3 separate regions of the Sus scrofa genome follow, and all the other regions are linked to region 1. A link is a contact called in public promoter capture Hi-C data. All regions are on one chromosome and are shown on one strand. Each heading gives the region's core, a stretch centred on a gene start, on an enhancer-like site or on the middle of the called end of the contact. The rest is flanking DNA. Distances are from core to core; before and after follow the strand shown. Region 1 holds the start of KANSL1 (KAT8 regulatory NSL complex subunit 1). Region 2 overlaps MAPT (microtubule-associated protein tau). Region 3 overlaps KANSL1 (KAT8 regulatory NSL complex subunit 1).

Region 1 (2,963 bases), core at 222-2,721:
CATGCTAGTCGGATTCGTTTCTGCTGCGCCACAGTGGGAACACTGGTTATTACAGAATATTGAGTAGAGTTCGCTGTGCTATACAGTAGGTCCTTGATGGTTATTTATTTTATATATAGTAGTGAGTATGTATTAGTCTCAAACTCCTACTATCCCTCCCCCATTGATCTTATTATTGAATGCATTTACTATAAAGCACATATATTACTATGCTACACTTTAAAAGATATTTTGAAAATTGTATTTTGCTATTACTGGTTTTCTTTGAATTCCTGCATATGTTTATTATGCATTTAAAAACATTCTGAGAAGGGTACATGGTTTGAAAAGGTTAAGAACTCTACTTTTTGGGTATTCTCTTTGTTTTCATTCTTATTGAGTAAGACTAAAGAGGGTCTCTGAAGTGAGTTGTAAGACCTGTGAGGCTCTCATAGTTTTATTATTTTTTTCTTTCCAGAGACCCTCCCTCCCTTAACTTTCATACCTCTGTTGGTAAGAATACTTTCATTATTCTGTTTTTCTTATCTCACGGACTCTCTTTCTGTTTCTTTTCCCACTCCTGACTTTTATTGTGGGTGTCTTTTAAATTTCTATCAGGAGTTTAATCTTTTAGCCTGCCATTGATCACTATATTTAGGTGGAGAGCTCTAAATCTCCCTTATTCCAGATTATCCACCCTTTCCCAAGTTCCATAGCTCTAGTAGCCTCTGGGACACATTCACTTGGTTTTACTACTGGTAGCTGGGACTGGACATATTAAAAACTAAGATTTCTTCCCAATTCTGCATGTTGTCCCACTTTGCCTGGACTACCATCTTATCTGTCCCCCTGGTTTTGCAACCTTATGATTATTTCAAAATTTAAGCCAATTAATTTCCAAAAAATGGGAATCTTTGTGAATGGTACAAAAATCGAAAGCTGCAAAAGGATATGCAGTGAAATGTAAGTCTTGCTCCCACCTGTTCCCCTCAGCTCCCCTCCCAGGAGGAAACCACTGTTACCAGTTCTTAGAGCGATTTTTGATTCTTTCTTATATTGGCTATATCTCAAGCCCTTCCTTGTCTGAGATGTGTGCCTTTTCCTCTCCTGGCTCTCATAACCTTATATCCGGTTGACTTTATATATAAGTATTTGTATGTGTATATTTTATATACATATATGAAATTTCCTCTCATGGCCTTCCGGCCTCAACTTTTCATCATGTAGCTTCCTGGATGAAGAACCTACAAGGGTGAGGGGCTGGGGTTGGGGGTGATGGAGAAGAGGATCTAAAGGGGACTTAGGTGGGGGTTCAGAGTGGCATACTGATGGGAAGCTCTGCCAGCATTTCTATTTCTTTTCCTTCCACCTGAGGCCCCCTTCCAGTCCTCCTATCCAAATGTCTCTTGTTTCCAAGAGCCGAGACAGAGACAGCGAGATAGAGAGACAGAGACGCCAAGGCACCAGCATCCCTCTCCCCCTCTGTCCCGCCCCACCGCTCTGACGGACATCCACCATTAGCCAATGGAGCCCCCGATGTCCCCCGGAAAGGCCAATGAGAGACAGAGGAGGGCGGAAGATTTCCCCGCCCCCACTTCTAGGCTTGGTTGAGCCGTGCAGGTAGGTCCGGGGCCGGGGTAGCCGCCGTTGGCACTGGTGCCCGGGGGGGTGGGGGCACAAGTCGGTAGGGGTGATGGTGGGGAAGAAGAGGCGGCCTCGACCTCTGGAGGCCGAGGGGGCGCCCCGGCCGGGAGGCGGGGAGCCGACGGGCCCGGGGAGCGGGCGCCGCCGAGGGCCCTGGAAACGGCTGGGCTGGGGGAGAGGGGACGTGTGTGTGGGGGGCATAGGGACCCCCGCCCCGCGCCCACCCGCAGGCCTGGGCTGCGGGCTCCCGGCTGAGGGGCCGGGGCCTGGTGCTCAGGGGGCGGGTTGGGCCGGGCCCGGGGATGGGGGCGCCGAGCAGAGCCCGGAGCGCCAGGCCGAGCCGAGGTGGGACGGACCGACGCGGAGAGGACGGGAAGCTGCATCCTGCGGGCCGCCCCCTCCTGAAGCGAGTCAGGGCAACCGCCACAGGCGCCTCTGCTCAGAGCCCACTCTCCTTATCGTCCCCTTCCCAACAATGGGTTTGGGCCAGGAAGGAGTCGCCCCACTGCGGGAAGGTGAGGGGGGTAGGTTTGGGACTAGGGTCCAAGGTGGGGGAGGGGTGGGAACTCGAGCTGTCCCCTTCTCCTCACCGGTTTGCTTTTGCGGTGGAGATCATGGAGTGGCTTAAACCCTCCCGAGACTGGGTCAAGAGTCAAACTGCCCCCCCCCCCACCTAACCCCTCCCCAATCCGACGAGCGGTGAGGAAAGTGATGCCAAGTCTTCGAAGCTGCTGTGATAAACGCATAGCAAGAACAAATCCACTCCAGAGGTTTTATTTTTAATTTTTCTTAGAAATGAGGGTACTATAGTCTTTAAATTTTAAACATTTATTTTAGAGAGGTGGGTGCTGTATTTTTGTCCCTATTCGGGCAAGCCTCCATTTTAAGTAAAACAGTAACTGGTTAAGCTGGAATTTTCATTCAGGCCTAGGACTTGAACAGGGATCCTACAAGAGGTCATTTAATCCATCCTCCTGCCTCCAGACAACCCTGCCTCCCTCCCATCCCCAGAATTAAGTTATTTGGTCTGCTTTTAAAGATCTCTAGGCAAGAAAGATCTCTTATTTGTTTATAACACTTCGATCAAGAATGGATTGTATTTTTCATGTAGAATGGGCTCTGCAACTTAAACTTAAGGAAATTTAGGACAATCAGAATGATCAGAGAGGTTTGATTTATTAAGTGAAATTAAAGGGTCTTTTTTAGGTGATCTATTAACAAGTTACTTTTTAATAGTGCTTATGAAATACCTTGGCTAATCATCTTTCTGTCTGGGGAAAATGGTTTTGGTTTTCTAATTATTTGATAACCAATTTTTGTATTATCTAAAATATGTGTTA
Region 2 (2,963 bases), core at 221-2,720, 220 kb after region 1:
ATGTGGCTTTTTCTTCTTTTTATGGCCACATCTGCAGCATATGGAAGTGCCCAGGTTAGGGGTCAAATAGGAGTTGCAGCTGTAGGCCTACACTACAGCTGCAACACTGGATCCAAGCTGCATCTGTGACTGATGCCACAGCTTGAGGCAATGCCGGATCCTTAACCCACCCACTGTGGGGCCAGGGATTGAACCCGCATCCTCACAGACACTGTTGGGTTCTTAACCCACTGAGCCACAATGAGAACTCCCATATGTTTTTTCCTCGTTCCAATCCCACAAAAAAAGGCAAAAGCTTTTGCAGGATTTGGCAGGAGACATAAGGATATTTACAAAGCAGACCTGAATTACTGTTAGTGGTCAAATTAAGGCAATACCCTTTACAGAATGGTAGATTTACAAAAAGGAGAAGAAAGGGCAATGGATGGCATTATGAAAATGGAATCCTAAAACTTAATTTCTCAGCTGAGTAAATGTAAAGTATTGAGCCTCAGCTCTGGGCAGACACTGAAAATACCCATCAAGGAAAAAACGTTTTGGAGGCTCCGATTTTTGATCCAGAGGTCTCCTAATCCAGGGACATATTCCTGTGGTCAGGGTTTGATCTGGAGGAGAGGCTGGGGTGGGGTGAGGCTAGGAGTGGATCCACTTTGGTTTAATCCATTTCCCGGACAACCCCAAACGGTTCCAAACTCTCATCAGACCTTGTTCCGGTTCTGTTTGGGCTCAGATTTCTCAAGGTGCTCCAGATGGCCCAGCCCTCCCCCTCAGGAGCTCCCAGGCTGGCCCAGTGTCTTCAGGCCACCGTCACATCCCTGGGGACGCATAGGGTTGGGCCTGGCTTGGCCTCAGTAGGGTCAACAGGCTCAGTGCTGAGGCTTGGGGGCTGGTGGGAACTTAACATGGGTCGGCACCGGACACCATAGCAAGCTATTTCTTCAAGCCCAGGATGGTCAGCCTGAAAACTGACCCAGAAGCTCAAACTATTTACATTGTTCTTTTAAACAGTAGCTGCTGCCAAGCTTCTTTAAAATGATGGGATTTACACCAGATTTTTCAGAAACACAGATGCTGTGTACAGGGAAAGTGCCCAGAGGGTCTTGGAGTTATAGGCCTGTCCCAGAGGAGGATCTGCAGAGCCTGACACTTCAACTCAAGTTCTGCTGAGTCTCTGGCCCTGATCCAGGACAGGCAAACTATTCTAGGTACAGACTCACATTTTTTACTTCACATAAGTGTTCTACACACACACATACACTTTTTGAAATGAGACCTGAAACTTTGTCAGCAAATACAGCGGACTCACATCACAAAATACTTCAGTTCTCGGGAATGAGACGGCCGCCTACAGCGTGCCATTGCCATCTTGTGGCCATCTGGAATATTGCAGCCCAAGGCTTTCCAAGCCCTGCAGCTGTGTCCTGTCTGGGGCCTTCACCTCCCAGCTACCGTGACTTTGGCTCCATCTGCTGGAAGTCCACCAGACCACCCTCCCCCTCCTCCCCACACCATGCTCTGGTCATGACTCTGCATGTCCCTTCTCACCTTGGCAGCCACAGGGAGCCCCCTAGTTCTTACCTGGCAGCCTCGGCCCCAAATGAGCTCCTCTCTCTCACCGTGGAAGGTACCTGGGACCCCTGTGCTCTCCGCTGACCACACAGAGCAGCTGCTGAGGTCGGTGCCGCCTTAATCTCGGCCAGGCCCACACTCGCCCCTCTTACTCAGCTCCGCCTCCATGACTCACTGCAGTGGAGCCTGAGGCTCTGCAGGCGGTGTCACCCACCACCCTCTGCCTTCTCCATCCTATCCCATCCTGTCCTGTCGGGCCAAATGCCCAGGCAGTTCACAGCAGAGCCAGCAGGGACCTCCCTCTACCAGCTGTTAACTCTCAGTTCTCCCGTAAACAAACGCAGCTCCAGCCCAGCCCACGCCCCTCTGCTGCCCCGGCTGGGCCTGTTTTAGCTTTAGTTTGCTTTTGCTCTCAGATAGCTTCAGGGGCAGTTTCCCACTAGTCTCTCTCCGTCTGGGTGGGTCTCCAGAACTCTGTGTTGGGGACTGTCCTCTCAGAGACCCAGTGATGATCCCCTCAAAGGGTCTGTCCTGTTTTCTCTGATTTGTTGGTGCAACTGGCATTGTGAGTGACACTCTAAACACAGGTGATTCTCAGGGTGGTGACTCTGGATGGTGCAGGTGACCTCCTCAGGGTGGATGACCACACAGGTGACCCTCAGTGTGGGGGACCATCGATGGTGCAGGCTGCTCCCTCCTGCGTGTGGCCGACCTCTCCTCCTGCCCCCCCCCTTTTTTTTTTTTTTTTGTCTTTTTGTCTTTTGTTGTTGTTGCTATTTCTTGGGCCGCTCCCACGGCATATGGAGGTTCCCAGGCTAGGGGTTGAATCGGAGCTGTAGCCACCGGCCTACACCAGAGCCACAGCAATGCGGGATCCGAGCCACGTCTGCAACCTACACCACAGCTCACGGCAACGCCGGATCGTTAACCCACTGAACAAGGGCAGGGACCAAACCCACAACCTCATGGTTCCTAGTCAGATTCGTTAACCACTGCGCCACGACGGGAACTCCATCCTGCCCCTTTTTATTAGCTCATGTGTCTCCTTCCCCAGCCTGGGCCTTGGAGGCAGGATCTCTTAGCATAGGGTCTGGCGCTCAGAGGTGCCCCAGAAATGTTGGATGAATGAATAAAGGAAAAAAGGGAGGAACCAGCTTTTGAGGCTATAGTATGTTCTCTTTTTTTTTTTTTTTTTTTTTTTTTTTTTTTTTTTTTTTTTTTTTTTTTTTTTTTTTTTATGCAGCTATATTCCTATTGAATTCTTAGCCCCCTCCCAACCCCCTTCCGACCGCCGCCCTCCCCACTCCCCGCCATCGTACCCCTGACAGGCAACCACCGCAACTCATGTTCCTGTCTCGTTCCACTGCCCACCTCCTCTTTTCTAATTTATTTCT
Region 3 (2,963 bases), core at 202-2,701, 170 kb after region 1:
ATTTCCATCCTTCTATCTGTTCATTAGTCTTAATTTTAAAGTGTGTTAAAAGTCAGTGATACTGCTCTGTCCCCTGCATTTCTTGAAAACGGGTAGTTGGATATAGAGACTTGAACAAATTTAGGTTTGAGTTTGTGCAAGTGCATTGCATCAAAAGACGTGGAATGACTTACCTCTCTTTTTATGTTACCCTCACTGGTGGTCATCGCCTGGACCCCATTGTTTCTTTAGGAGTTGAAGTGATGTTCTGTTTATTTATTAACTAGACTGTCTATAAAGAGGAAAATGCCCTTTTCTGCAGTTGGTTTACTCTGAAGTACAGTTTGTGCAGAAAAAAGCATGATTCATGTTTATTTCCTTTCATCTATCCATTTTTGAATAATAATTTGGTTTCCTGCCATCTTCCAAGGACGACAACCAGTAAAATTTTTGTGGAGGGGGCAGTGGGTATGATTAAGAAGTCATTGGGCGTTCCCGTCATTGCTCAGTGGTTAACCAACCTGACTAGGAACCATGAGATTGCCGGTTCGATCCCTGGCCTTGCTCAGTGGGTTAAGGATCTGGTGTTGCCGTGAGCTGTGGTGTAGGTCGCAGATGCCGCTCAGATCGCGAGTTGCTGTGGCTGTGGTGTAGGCCAGTGGCTATAGCTCTGACTAGACTCCTAGCCTGGGAATTTCCATATGCCGTGGGAGCAGCCCTAGAAAAGGCAAAAAGACAAAAAAAAAAAAAAAGTCGTCATTGGTTTATTAAACATATTTGAGTTAGTCAAGCCGTTGAAATTCTTCTCTTTTTTTTCCGCACCTGCAGTGTGCAGATATTTCTAGGCCAGGGATTGAGCTCAAGCTATAGCAGAGACGAATCCTCCGCCACTAGGCCACCGAGGAAACTTCACTGAAATTCTTTTCTGTGCTCAAGTGTCATTTTTGATTATTTGATTAGTGGAAGTCTCTTCAAGCTTGCTCTTGAGTCCTTTTGCCTTGACTATAGTTTTAAAATTTCTTTTTTTTTTTTTGTCTTTTTTTGTCTTTTTTTTGCTATTTCTTGGGCCACTCCCACGGCATATGGAGGTTCCCAGGCTAGGGGTTGAATCGGAGCTGTAGACGCCGGCCTATGCCAGAGCCACAGCAACGCGGGATCCGAGCCGCGTCTGCAACCTACACCACAGCTCACGGCAACGCCGGATCGTTAACCTGCTGAGCAAGGGCAGGGACCGAACCCGCAACCTCATGGTTCCTAGTTGGGTTTGTTAACCACTGCGCCACAACGGGAACTCCAGATTTCTTCTTTCTCACCATTAATGTTTAATGGGAGCCTGTGCTTTAAATTTTACTAGAAGAAATAACCGTAATTTGAGCTCATGATTCTACACAATTTTTGACTGACCCACCCACCCCCTGGAAACATATGACAGTGTCTGTAGTCATTTCTGGTTGTCACAGAAATGGGGAGGAGGGTGTTGCTTGCACCATGAGGAGAGACCAGGGATGCTGCTGCTTATCTACAGTGCACAGGAGGACTCCTCACAACAAAAAATTATCGAGTTCCAAGTATCAGTAGTGCTGTTGTTGAGAAACCTTGACATATGCAAATTTAGCTAGCGTTTGTGTAGCATTTTAACAGTTTTTGAGGTCATATTATATCTCCCCAAATCCCATGACATTAGGATTAGGGATCCCTTATTAGTAAAATAACTCATCATCCCATATGGTGAGTAAATTTGAGGAGATCATACAGCTAACAATAGACTAGAATTTCATATCAGTGGTCTTTACGGTCTATGTTCTTTCTTTTATTCCCTTCTGAGTTAAGACCAGATGCTGTTCTAAGTGATTTTTATCCTCAAAACAACCTTATCCGATAGGCGTCTTTTACTGTGAATGCAGCCATTAGGTAGCTTGTCTAAGGTCATACAGCTAGTAGCAGAGTTAGGGCACAAACCTAGACAGCCAGACCCCATAGCCCACACTTTTAATTGCTGTATGTCGACCCACAATTTTTCTTTTGCAGTCTAAGAACAACGTTTGTTTTATATTTTAATCTTTATTTCCTTTGGAGTTTATTTTGAAGTGAAGTAGGAATTCAAATTCTATTTTTCCTGAAAAATCATTTTTTTTAAGCTGATGAATTTAGAAATATTAGTTGTGTTAAACATTATATATGCTTTTTTTGTTTAATTAAATTTTCTGTTTCTTAACCAATAGCAGATTTCTTAAAATACTGCACTTTTTATTGTTGTTGTTGTTGTTGCTTTTTAGGGTTGCACCACGGCATTTGGAAGTTCCCAGGCTAGGGGTCAAAATCGGAGCCACAGCTGCTGGCCCACAGCAATGCCAGATCCGAACTGAGTCTGCAGCCTACACCACAGCTCACGGCAACACCAGATCCTTAACCCACTGAGCGATGCCAGGGATTGAACCACAACCTCATGGTTCCTAGTAGTATTCATTTCTGCTGCTCCACAATGGGAACTCCAAATTACTGTAACTTTTAAATACTTCTAAAATGTGGTAGGGCAAATCACTCTCTATCTTTGCTTATAAGAAAATTTCTGGGAACTTTCCCCCTTACCACTTACTCTTCTAGTTGTAGTTTTAAGATTATTTGTTTAAATTCCATTTGTCTTTTCTCCCCTGTATACCAAAACCTATTGAGTTTAAGATTAATTTGTAGAATGTTATTAATAATTAATAGCATTAAGCATTGTGCTTTAAATTTCTTTCTGTCTCTCTTTCTGCTTTTTTAGGGCCATGCTTTGCCTATGGCATATGGGGTTATATTCATGTATTCGATCCCAAGCTAGGGGTCGAATCAGAGCTGTAGCTCCTGGCTTATACCACAGCCACAACAACGTGGGATCTGAGCCACGTCTGAAACCTACACCACAGCTCACAGCAATGCCAGATTCTTAACCCACTGAGGTAGGCCAGGAATGGAGCCCACATCCTCATAGATACTAGTCGGGT

Evidence for each region. Promoter capture Hi-C pulls out the DNA fragments that hold promoters and counts their contacts.
Region 2: a promoter capture Hi-C map of fetal liver shows a contact between it and region 1, with 3 times the contacts expected there. The contact joins the enhancer-like site here to the promoter of KANSL1 in region 1. A contact is called at or near these places in 3 of 5 promoter capture datasets (fetal liver and liver), 18 of 47 Hi-C or Micro-C datasets (alveolar macrophages, blood, brain and 11 more) and 2 of 2 datasets of contacts at active chromatin or transcription factors (alveolar macrophages and skeletal muscle).
Region 3: a contact with region 1 is called in a promoter capture Hi-C map of fetal liver, with 2.2 times the contacts expected there. The contact joins the enhancer-like site here to the promoter of KANSL1 in region 1. A contact is called at or near these places in 2 of 5 promoter capture datasets (fetal liver and liver), 19 of 47 Hi-C or Micro-C datasets (alveolar macrophages, blood, embryonic fibroblasts and 8 more) and 2 of 2 datasets of contacts at active chromatin or transcription factors (alveolar macrophages and skeletal muscle).

What each region holds. Positions count from the first base shown.
Region 1 is chr12:16,900,140-16,903,102 of Sscrofa11.1, forward strand. It overlaps KANSL1 (KAT8 regulatory NSL complex subunit 1), which reads left to right and starts at 1,472. Exons shown (of 15, transcript XM_013989925.2): 1 at 1,472-1,599.
Region 2 is chr12:17,115,576-17,118,538 of Sscrofa11.1, forward strand. All of the region lies in intron 7 of MAPT (microtubule-associated protein tau), which reads right to left. Among named protein-coding and RNA genes, the nearest start is that of MAPT, 94 kb to the right of the region's middle. Within about 2 kb of position 1,471, at least 50 of the 83 cell types and tissues checked have an H3K27ac peak or open chromatin away from gene starts, as enhancers often do. A contact at or near this core is called in alveolar macrophages, embryonic fibroblasts, epiblast stem cells and 6 more, where this site is marked.
Region 3 is chr12:17,071,495-17,074,457 of Sscrofa11.1, forward strand. The region is part of intron 7 of KANSL1 (KAT8 regulatory NSL complex subunit 1); the gene reads left to right. Among named protein-coding and RNA genes, the nearest start is that of MAPT, 140 kb to the right of the region's middle. Within about 2 kb of position 1,452, at least 1 of the 83 cell types and tissues checked has an H3K27ac peak or open chromatin away from gene starts, as enhancers often do. A contact at or near this core is called in fetal liver, where this site is marked.